Linked DNA regions of Sus scrofa: region 2 is linked to region 1. A link is a contact called in public HiChIP or PLAC-seq data. All regions are on one chromosome and are shown on one strand. Each heading gives the region's core, a stretch centred on a gene start, on an enhancer-like site or on the middle of the called end of the contact. The rest is flanking DNA. Distances are from core to core; before and after follow the strand shown. Region 1 overlaps RERE (arginine-glutamic acid dipeptide repeats protein). Region 2 has its middle 37 kb from the start of ENO1.

Evidence for each region. HiChIP or PLAC-seq counts read pairs in DNA pulled down with a chosen protein or histone mark.
Region 2: an H3K27ac HiChIP or PLAC-seq map of skeletal muscle shows a contact between it and region 1. The contact joins two enhancer-like sites. A contact is called at or near these places in 1 of 5 promoter capture datasets (liver), 17 of 47 Hi-C or Micro-C datasets (embryonic fibroblasts, fetal heart ventricle, fetal liver and 9 more) and 2 of 2 datasets of contacts at active chromatin or transcription factors (alveolar macrophages and skeletal muscle).

What each region holds. Positions count from the first base shown.
Region 1 is chr6:69,133,419-69,138,798 of Sscrofa11.1, forward strand. The region is part of intron 4 of RERE (arginine-glutamic acid dipeptide repeats protein); the gene reads right to left. Among named protein-coding and RNA genes, the nearest start is that of RERE, 120 kb to the right of the region's middle. Within about 2 kb of position 2,698, at least 18 of the 83 cell types and tissues checked have an H3K27ac peak or open chromatin away from gene starts, as enhancers often do. A contact at or near this core is called in retroperitoneal adipose tissue and skeletal muscle, where this site is marked.
Region 2 is chr6:69,362,152-69,367,531 of Sscrofa11.1, forward strand. No RefSeq gene overlaps it. Among named protein-coding and RNA genes, the nearest start is that of ENO1, 37 kb to the right of the region's middle. Within about 2 kb of position 2,765, at least 20 of the 83 cell types and tissues checked have an H3K27ac peak or open chromatin away from gene starts, as enhancers often do. A contact at or near this core is called in retroperitoneal adipose tissue and skeletal muscle, where this site is marked.

The DNA.
Region 1 (5,380 bases), core at 1,448-3,947:
GCCTTGGTACAATCATGAACGAGCTTGACCCCACAGACGCATGGACCACACTGAGAACAGCTGCTCCTCAGAAGGCATGAACAAGCTCATGGAGTCCCGGATGCCCTCCTCTCCCTGGTGGCTGAAGCAGTTTCCACAGGCTCCCCCAACGGAGCCATGGCGGGAGATGTTAGGGCAAACATGCATTTAGAAGTGAGATACTAGGTAAAATAGAAGATTTTATTTTTATGTATGCCATCAGATAGTCCCAGAGTGGGCAGGAAGTGAAATTCCTGTTAAAAAGAGAAGAAAATCTAGGTAAGAAGATTCTTGTTTCAATGTAAGAGTTTTCCTTCTAAAGTGTGAGCTCGTGATATTGAGAAATATTTAAAATTGATCCAAACCAGATTATAAATAGGTCTATGCTAAAGAGGCACACTTCAAAACAACGGTGACCTATATAAAGCTGAAAGCACGCAAGCAGAAAATCGGTAGTAACCTGGGCAACTTTTATTTAGCAATCCGCCATGCCAGGCAACATCATGGCCAGTTCAGAAACGGCGATGCCTCCGAAGAAAACCCAAACAACATGAACTTTTAAGGGAAAGAAACAAGACTTTTAGCTTACAATACTGTCCTCAACCATCATTCATCTTACACAGAGATGGAACACACCCATTTCCTGTGAATCCAGCATTTCCTCTCCTTCTAGCTAATAATCCTTCTATACCATTGTTCTCCGGATTAAACTGCAAAATGTAGAGCTGGTAACACCATAAAATAAAAATGCCTTTTAGTGGCACCAAGATTTTTAGAATTAAGTATTTGACTTTTAAGGAACACTAACAATAGAGATTCAAAAATTATTTAAATTTAAATAAAGTCAGCCTACATTAATAATAAGAATCCAACTACGGCTAGCAAACATGTTCAACTTACCAATAAAAGAATTCAGATAATTTGGTTTAAAAGAGGGAAATCAGTAGGAATCCTAAAGATTTACATGTTGCTATTTTACCTTATGTGACCCAGGCTGTCTTGTCTTGAGCATCTTATTTATTCTTCTCTCCTTTTTGTCTTAAACCGAAAGAAAGACTGTAACCTTTAATACCGGTTAGTCTATTTATAACTGTTCCATCTACAACCATTTTCCTACTACAAACATGCCCTGATAGCTTATCTCAGTCCACAAGCCAGACAACAAAGGCCTGCTGGCCTGCTGGAGGAGAAATGGAGAGCAGGAAATGAGAAGGCTTAGTTAATCCCCAGATAATCGATCGGTGTATTCAGTCAAGTATGAGCTGGGCTGAGGAAATGCTGCTTTTAAAAAAAAGAAAGGAAGAAAATCAAAGAGCACATGACCAGGGCCACAGTTCATTTTAAAACAGATAATTTCTGACAAGCATATATCCCATCACATTCAAGCACTAATACAACTTATATAAATGTTAATATCATTTGAAGAAAAACCTTTTCTCCTTAAAATCCTTCATCCTCTATCCTTTTTCAGAAACGTTTTAATTTGGGGGTTTTGTTTTATTGTTTTAGTTTTGGTTCATCTGTTTGGGTTCTTTTCCCCCTAAATCTGCTTTACTGAGGATATAATTTACACACAGTAAAACTGTGTTTGACAAATGCGTTGTGTAACCACAACCACAATCAAGATGGGGAATATTCCATTACCACAAAAAGATTAACTTCCTTTTGAATTGATGCGTCCACTCTGCTGAAAAAGCTTTAGTGCCAGGGAACCTTAGAAAAATGTTCTACTCTCAATTCCTGCCTCCGTGTTAACACGCAGCGACGTTCGCATGGAGAAAAACAGCTCTGAGTCAGCTGTGGCCCTTCCTTCCCCCGGCTGAAGCTAAAGACCACGACGGAACACAGCCCCGTGTGCTTCCACATCGAATAATGAGCTCGTTCAAACTTTGCCACTGAGATTTTAAATCTTCCAAAATCCCAGAATATTATAGCAGTTACAGTTATAATAGCTATGGGAGTGAAAATTTTTTTGAATTAATTTTACACAGTACAATCTCCTCAAATCATGTAACCAGTTTTCAATGAGCTTCTACCAGGTCTCAGACCACTGTTCTGGAAAAGATACTGAGGATTCAGGAGAGAAGAAAGTCCCAGGGTTGGCAGAGCTAACAGCCCACGGAAGGACAAATCCTCTGCCAATCTCTCCGTCCTTCAGAAAGGAAAAGAGGTTAGGTGCTTACAAAAAAAGCCACTAGCCATGAAAATTGCCACTTAGTAATCATATAATCCTAGTAACATTTCTTCTACTTTATTCAGTCTCTCTGGATATTGTTTTCCTTAAAAATATCTGTCTTCTCAAAAAGTCCTGAGGGTGGCAAGAAAAAGCTACTATGAATGCCTGCTTCACACAGAGAAGGGGGCTGAAAACCCTGGTAAACCCATACCCCACTTGCTCCGTCCAGTGTGGCGTGGAGATGGGCACGCGCCATCAGCCTCCACACGGCGGCCCCTGAGCAGAGCTGGGCGTGGAGACCCGGAGCGGAGCGAGGCACCCCGTGCTCCAGGAAACCAGAGGGCAGCTCCTCAAAGAGCGAGCTATTTTCAGGGGCCCGATTCCTGCATCTCCTCATCTCTAGAAAAACACGAAAATCCTTCATGGTGACGTCTGCTCCTTGTGACTGGTAGTAACTCAGGTGGAAATTAAAGGAAGGCCTAAGAAAGAATAACCCCGCATGACTCACTGACCCAGTGGACCCGGACCTGCCGTCTCCACTGAATCGCACCTCCACAGGCGAAGCAACCAAGACCAGGAAGCGGCTGACTTTCCAAGGACAAACAAAGCTCAATTTTTATGCCATGATCTCGACTGCCACCCTGGACCTACAGAACGCAGCACATGACCCCAGCCTGATGCTCTCCCAGTGGCAGGGCGGAGGAGACTCTGTGAATCTCCTGCCCAGGGCTCCCGGCCACTCTGCTAGTCAATAAATCCTGCTTGAGATCTCACTGCTCTGCTCAACTGTCTGACTGTCCCAGGCGCCCTAACTGTAACCTTCATGAGACCAGCAAGAAACTTTGCCAACAGTGTGCCTGGCTGCACGCACCTCCTCTCATCTTAATAATTCCCCTGCCTCTCTGGGCAGTATTTCAGTCATCTGCGAAACACAGCCACCTCCAAGGGTGAGCCGGGGCGCCCAGAGGGCTGTGAAAACTCAGGATCCTGGCCCCAGTAGCGGAGGTGCACATCAAAGGAATGGTGTGGGGGAGCCCAGGCCTCTTTTGGTCCTGCTCCCTGTCCTTTGCTGCAAAAACTCCAAGACATCCTAGCTCCCACCTCACCTCCCCACAGTGGTTTTTCAGGGCTACCTGAGATGCTGTCTCCAGGACTTAAATCCTAATTTTGCCCCAAATAAACTTAACTCTCAACTTCAGGTTGTGCCTTTTTTTTTTTTTTTTTTTTTTTTAAGCCTACAACAGGAACAACACAGAAACCTCAGTCTCTATCTCATGAAAACTCTGGAAGGTTGTCTTTTATAGAATTTATTACGAAAAATGTCACGGGCACACAGGTATAAAAATAACACAACCAAGAACCAAACATGTTTTAAGAAATAAAGCATGACCAAACCTGAAGAAGCTTCTCCTTTTAGACAGGTCTTTCTTACTCCCCCAGAGGTAACCACTTTTTGGGGGGCGGGGAGAGGGGGGCCTGAGGCATGTAGAAGTTCCTGGGCCAGGAATCAGACACACATCGCAGCAGTAACCAGAGCCACAGCAGTGACAATGGACACCAGATTCTTAAAACTGACAGGCCCGCCACAAGGGAACAGAGTAACCACTGCCTTGAATTACTGGTGCTCGTTACCATGCAGTCCTTCACGCGGCTTTTTCCTGCAGTGTACGTGTAACTAAAACTCTATACGGTACTGTTTCACGGTTTTTACACTTTACATAAATGATACCATCATCTGATTTCCTCTGCAGTCTGCTCTGCCTTCTCAGCATTGTGCTTGTGTGACTCACCTAGGCCCTAGTTCATTCGCTTTACATGATACATATTACCTCTATGTTCAATGTGCCACAACTTCTTCAACATTTTCCTGCCAATAGATATTTGAGTCACTTCCAGTTTTTTTACTATTACAACCAAGGCTGATACTCTAAGCATTCCTACTCAGGTGTGTGCAAGTCTGTTTTAAGCTTGTCTCGGGAGTTCCGTCATGGTACAGCGGAAACGAATCTGACTAAGAACCATGGGTTCGATCCCTGGCCTCGCTCTGTGGGTTAAGGATCTGGCATTGCTGTGGCTCTGGCATAGGCCAGCAGCAACAGCTCAGATTAGACCCCTAGCCTGGGAACCTCCATACGCCGAGGGTGCAGCCCTCAAAGGACAAAAAAAAAAAAAAAAAAAAAAATTGTGTCTCTGAATGTTTAGTACCATAGCTAAAATATTCAAACTTACTAAGGTAACAGCATTCATGTTCTCTGATAGCTTAAGCCTCTAAGATCTGCAGTGCTGCCCCAGGTTACTCTTCATCCTGGTCACTTTTGCCTTCTTTCTTTCTTTCCTTCATCATCTTTATAGGAATTTTTCATGAGTCATTTCAAAGGAGCAACTTCTGATATTATTAATCTTTAATGTACATTTTCCTTATTAATTCATTAATTTGAGCTCTTCATCATCCCTTTCATTTTCTCAGATGAAATTTATTTTTAATTTTATTTATTTATTTATTTATTTGTTTGTTTGTTAGGGCCGCACCTATAGCATATGGAAGTTCCCAGGCAAGGGGTCGAATCAGAGCTACAGCCATTGGCCTACACCATAGCCAAAGCCACAGCAACAGGAGATCAGAGCCGCGTCTGCGACCTATATCACAGCTCAAGGCAACACCAGATCCTTAACCCGTTGAGCAAGGCCAGGGATCGAACCTACATTCTCATGGATACTAGTTGGGTTTGTTTCCACTGAGCCACAAGGGGAACTCCCAACATGGTCACTTCTGACAAATATTTCACATATACTTGAAAAGAATGTGGATTCTTCGGTTGCAATGTACATGTGACAATTAACTCAAATTTTAGACTGTGCTGTTAAATATTCTATATTCTTACTGATTAATAATCTACTTGTTTGCTCAATTACTGAAGGGGATGTTTTAAAATTTTTTCTAATTTTCCAAATGATCCCTAACAATTTAGGATCAGCTGCAGTATATTCATACAATGCATTTATTACATAGCTATGAGAATAAATTACTGTAACGGAGAAAGACATAGATGCATTTCACAAATAACACACTAAACCATAGAAATCAGACAGAGATGCCCTCTGGTGCAATCTAGTGAGCCCCATGAATTTTCTGGTTTCCTGGCACGTAAGGGACTTGAGCATCTGAGAATCTGGGCGTCCACAGGG
Region 2 (5,380 bases), core at 1,515-4,014, 230 kb after region 1:
GAAACCAAGAAGTAAGTCATAAAGGAAAAATACCAATAAATTTTAATGCATAAATATTTTATATCTCTTTAAGGCATAAAAAAACCCACCGTAACAGTACAAGGAACAACCAACCTAAGGAAAATATTTTCAACACCTGTAATAAAGGGCTAACAAAGAGCTCTCACAAATTTGTAAGGAAAAAAAATCAATGGAAAAACAGATAAAATATATGAACAAAGAATCTCAGAAAAAAATTGTTCAATAAACATGTAATGTATTCATAATGAAATGAATGCAAATTTAAATTACCTCTTAGAAAGTTTTTTTTAATGATTTTTATTCTTTTCATTATAGCTGGTTTACAGTGTTCTGTCCATTTTCTGCTATACAGCAAAGTGACCCAGTCACACATACATATATACATTCTTTTTTCCACATTATCCTCCATCCTGCTCCATCATAAGTGACTAGTGCTAAACAGAATATAGTTCCCAGTGCTATACAGCAGGATCTCATTGCTTATCTGTCCCAAAGGCGAAATTTGCATCTATTAACCCCAGATTCCCAGTCCATCCCACTCCCTCCCCCTCCCCCAGGAGTTTTTTGGTTTTGTTTTTGTTTTTAACTTCATATATTCAGTATTGATGAGGATATAGGAAAACAGGCACCCTGATGAAGTGTTGGTAAAAATGTCATCATTCCATTTTTTAGAACACAATTTGGCACCATTTATGAAAATGTTAAATATACCCATACTCTTTGAGCCAGTGATTCTGTTCTAGAAAGCCACCCTACAAATAATATTGCACAAGTGTACAAGAATATATACAAAAGACTCAAAACAGTATAACAGTGAAAACCCATAAAGAGCCAAACATCCACGAAACAAAAAAGATTTAAATAGGAGTTCCCGTCGTGGCTCAGTGGTTAATGAATCCGACTAGGAACCATGAGGTCGAGGGTTCGATTCCTGGCCTCGCTCAGTGGATTGAGGATTTGGCATTGCCATGAGCTGTGGTGTAGGTCAAAGACTTGGCTTGGATCTGCTGTGGTTGAGGCGTAGGCTGGCGGCTACAGCTCCGATTAGACCCCTAGCCTGGGAACCTCCATTTGCCCCAGGAGCTGCCATAGAAATGGCAAAAAGACCAAAAAAAAAAGATTTAAATAAACGATGGTACAAACATGCAATGGAATGCCTTACAATTTTCAAAAAGAATGAGGTAAATCTGAATTGATGAAGAGAGCCAGCATTCAGAGTTAAACGAAAAAAGCCAGTCACAGATCAATTACATGAAGTATAATTCTATTTGGGTTTGGTTTTGTTTGGCGGGGAGGGGGGGGGTTGGGGTTGGGGTTTTGCTGTTGTTTTGGTTTGTTTTGTTTGGCCATGCCTGAGGCAGGTGAAAATTCCCAAGTATTGAATCCACTCCACCCCAGCAACCTGAGCCACAAGTCCTTAACTCACTACAGCACCCGGGCACATCCCTATTTGTATTTTTATAAGGACAGATTTGTTTTGTTTTGGTTTGGGTTTGGTTTTTTGTCTTTTTAGGGCCACACCCATGGCTAGGGGTCCACTCAGAGCTGTAGCTGCCAGCCTACACCACAGCCACAGCAACCCAGGATCTGAGCCGCATCTGCACAGCTCAGGGCAACGCCGGATCCCTAACCCACTGAGCGAGGCCAGAGATGGAACCCGAAACCTCATGGTTCCCAGTCCGATTCATTTCTGCTGTGCCACACGGGAACTCCTAAAAGGACAAATTTGTCTGGGCTTCAATACATCTAGAGACATTTTCACCAGCAAAGTGTTTACAGTAAGTCCACTGGGCCTGAAACAGCGAGTGAGGAGGGAACAGCAGACTGACTTTTGACTTCATTCAATTCTGTTCTATTTAATTTTTATCTTTTCATATCAATCATGTATCATTTTTATAATTAAAAAAAAGAATTCAAATTCTTTGAACATATGGCCAGTAACTAGCCTTCATAATTCACCAGAAGTACTCAAGCTTTAGAACAAGTAAGTTATTTTCCCCTAAAATGCCTTAAGCAAAACTCTGGTACTTTATCAAGCCTGGTAACAGACTGGAGCTTGTTTCTAAGCATTTGCTTTGAAATTGCCTTCCAAGTTTATGTGGTGCAAATACCAGCCGATAATGAACTTCAGCTAACCCCCCCATTGCACTTTTGCTGTCCAGCCACGTGGCTATTTACTCCCTTTCCCCAGCAGTTCCTCTTTCTGCAGGTACTCACCTTCCACATGCACAGTGGGTTTCTACTTTATCATTTGCTGTAAATCCCTATTGTTCCCTCTCCAGCCTTCTTCCGCAGGCCAAGAAAGTAACCCGTGGTGGCCTTTGAAAGTCCCCCCACTGAACTGGAATGGAGCTGTGGGTGATTCCTGGGGGCGTGTTGCAAAATGCAGGAGGCAGATGTCACGTATGCAAACACATGCAAAAGCGAAACAGCCTCCCCCCGCCCCGCAAAAGGATCAAAACCAGAAACATTTTTCCTTTGTCTGGACATGACTAATTGTAGACAGCAATTAAGGTGCGCCATTCAACTCCAGATTGGATGAATTTCCTCTCCACCAGCGTAGAAGTGGGTCTATTTACCAACACACTCAGAGCTTGGTGTCAGGGAAGCCCTGCTCTGTTGCGCCCTGTGGCATCCAGCGAAGCCCGCTCTTCTCTGAGTCCCACGGTACCCAGCCCGTGCCCCAGCGTGCGGTCCCAGGGCACGAACATGCCTTTCGGATGAGATGGAAACCCGAATGTGACTTCGGACCACGTGTGGTGATCGAGAAGTCTCCTGGGGCTTTGTGAAAGAATGGAGGGGAGGGGAGGCTGAGTTCCATTGTCTTGGCCCAATTCCAAGTTTGATCATTAGGCGTCCTCCTCCTTTGTCTGCCAGCCGGCTCCCTGCGACGCACTGTTCCACACTTCCTGTGATAAACAGCTGTCCACTGTTAACCGAGCCAGCCCAGGAGCCAGCAAATTCCACCCTGGGGAAAGCCGAATTTCAAGATAAACATTTCCTCTGCATCTCTTGGTAAATTACTTAGGTTTACCCTGAAGGAAAGGTGTAGTTTTCTAGGGAGAATAAGGCCATAATAACGGGGAGTGGAAAACTATCCACAAGCCCTATTTTGTCTAAATGGTGAACAAAGAAGGCTAGCATGGATCACAAAGGGGCCCTGGGAAGGAGGAGTCCAAAGAAAATATATTTTAGATTCTAACATGTTATTTGGGAGACTCAGAATTTAATCCTATAACATTGACGTGGGAGGTCCTATTTGCTACCAAAATTCATTTTTTTTCTACCCAAGTCATATACGGAAGAAACAGGCGGGTAACTCGTAACCCAGAAGAAACAGCGACATTCGCCCTCGTCTCCAGCTTTGGAGATGGACGTGTCTGGGGCAATCACTTTAATGCCTCTCTTCCTTTCATTTGACACTTTCGAGCATCTTAATTTCAAAATAGCCACATTCCTGGTCCTCTCAATCCCAAATGTCTCCTTCTCACACTCCAACTTCCAGAATAAATTTTTCTATGTTTGTTTTTTCTTTTTTAAATCTTACAAGGTTTTGCTTTTTTTTGGTGTTTTTTTTTTTTTTTTTTTTTTTTTGCTTTTTAGGGCTGCAGGTGCAGAATATGGAAGCTCCCAGGCTAGGGGTTGAATCAGAACTACGGCTGCCGGCCTACACCACAGCCACAGCAAGGGGGGATCCGAGCTGTGTCTTGTCAACTACACCACAGCTCATGGCAGCGCTGGATTGCTGACCCACTGAGCAAGCCCAGGGATCGAACCTGCGTGCTCATGGATACCAGTCGGATTCCTTTCTGCTGTACCACGACCCAAACTCCCTAAAACTGCTCAAAAAAATAAAGTCTATTAATTTTTTAAGAGCATTTTAATTCTGTTCTTCTTGTTGCCAAGCGTGGGGACTCACTCAGCATCTCAAATAACAGGAGATTTATGTGCAGATGTTCCCACGGAAGCCCAGGCAAAGCTGAACCCATCGGGGAAAGAAGGGGCTAGAAGCAGGGCCACCGGAAGGTCAGGATCCCCAGCTCTTTCCACCATGTGCATCCCTGGCCCCCTGTTCTCATCTTTCCATCAGGTGACCTCCTCACCCTCTACCCTTCAGCTTCTCTTCACTTCAAAGTGTCTGCTTTCTCATAAGTTCAGCTCCCTCCTGATTGCCGCTTTCATGGGGTCTCTCATGGCTCCGCTGGTTTTACTGTGGCTTGTGACCTAGCTACAGCTGCTTCTGCTGGCTGCCGCGTGACTTTCGTATTTCCTACTTAAAATTCCTGAGAGGGAGAAACCCAATTGGCCCAGTTCATCCTCTAAGACCCAGCCCTGGCCTGGCCCCCAGCCCACTGCAGGGTACAAGGAGTGGAGGGGTGGGGGGACAGGGGAAAGAAGGAGGTCCCACTGTGGAGACCCCAGGAGGCAGAGCAGCTCCCATTGCAAGGGCCCAAGGGTGGGGGCTTTCCTGATGGCTCCACACCCAGAGCATGCTCTCTGAAGGGCTTGTCCCCCAAAAAGGATGGAGTAAAAGTGAGTCTTAGCAACCCTGCAGTTCCACACGTATTGTTGTGGCTGTTGCTTTGGCTGCACCCGCTGTATGTGGAAGTTCCTGGACCAGGGATCAAAGCCAAGCCACAGCAACAACCTGAGCCAGAGCAGGACAAGGCTGAATTCTTACCCACTGAGCCACAAGGGAACTCCTTTTTTTTTTTTTTTTTTTTTTTTAATGGCCTTATCCGCAGCATATGGAAGTTCCTGGGCAGGGACAGAGTCCAAGCCACAGCTGCAACCTATTGCACAGCAACCCCAAATCCTTTAGCTCACTGTGCTGGGCAGGGGATCCAACCTGCACCTTTGCAGCAACCTGAGCCACTGCAGCCAGATTTTTAACCCACAGCATTAAAGCAAGAACTCCCCTATTTTTTTTTTTTTGGTCTTTTGTCTTTTCAGGGCCACACCCTTGGCATATGAAATTTCCCAGGCTAGGGGTCTGATGGGAGCTGTAGCCCCCGGCCTACACTACAGCCACGCAGGATCCAAGCCACATCTGTGACCTACACCACAGCTCACAGCAACACTGGATCCTTAACCCACTGAGCGAGGCCAAGGATTGAACCTGCATCCTCATGGATGCTAGTTGGATTCGTTTCTGCTGAGCCACGACAGGAACTCCTCGTTTGGCCTTTCCAATGGAGAAAACCCCAGAGAAGCAGACGGCAGGTGACAGAATGCTCATGTTCTCCCGAATGACCCCTAGAATACGTCCTCCCCCAAAGACCCTCCAACCAGGCTCCGGAGGAGCCCCGTTACTTCGAAGTAGCAGCAGATTCTTCCTTCGTGCAAGGAGAAGAAGCGG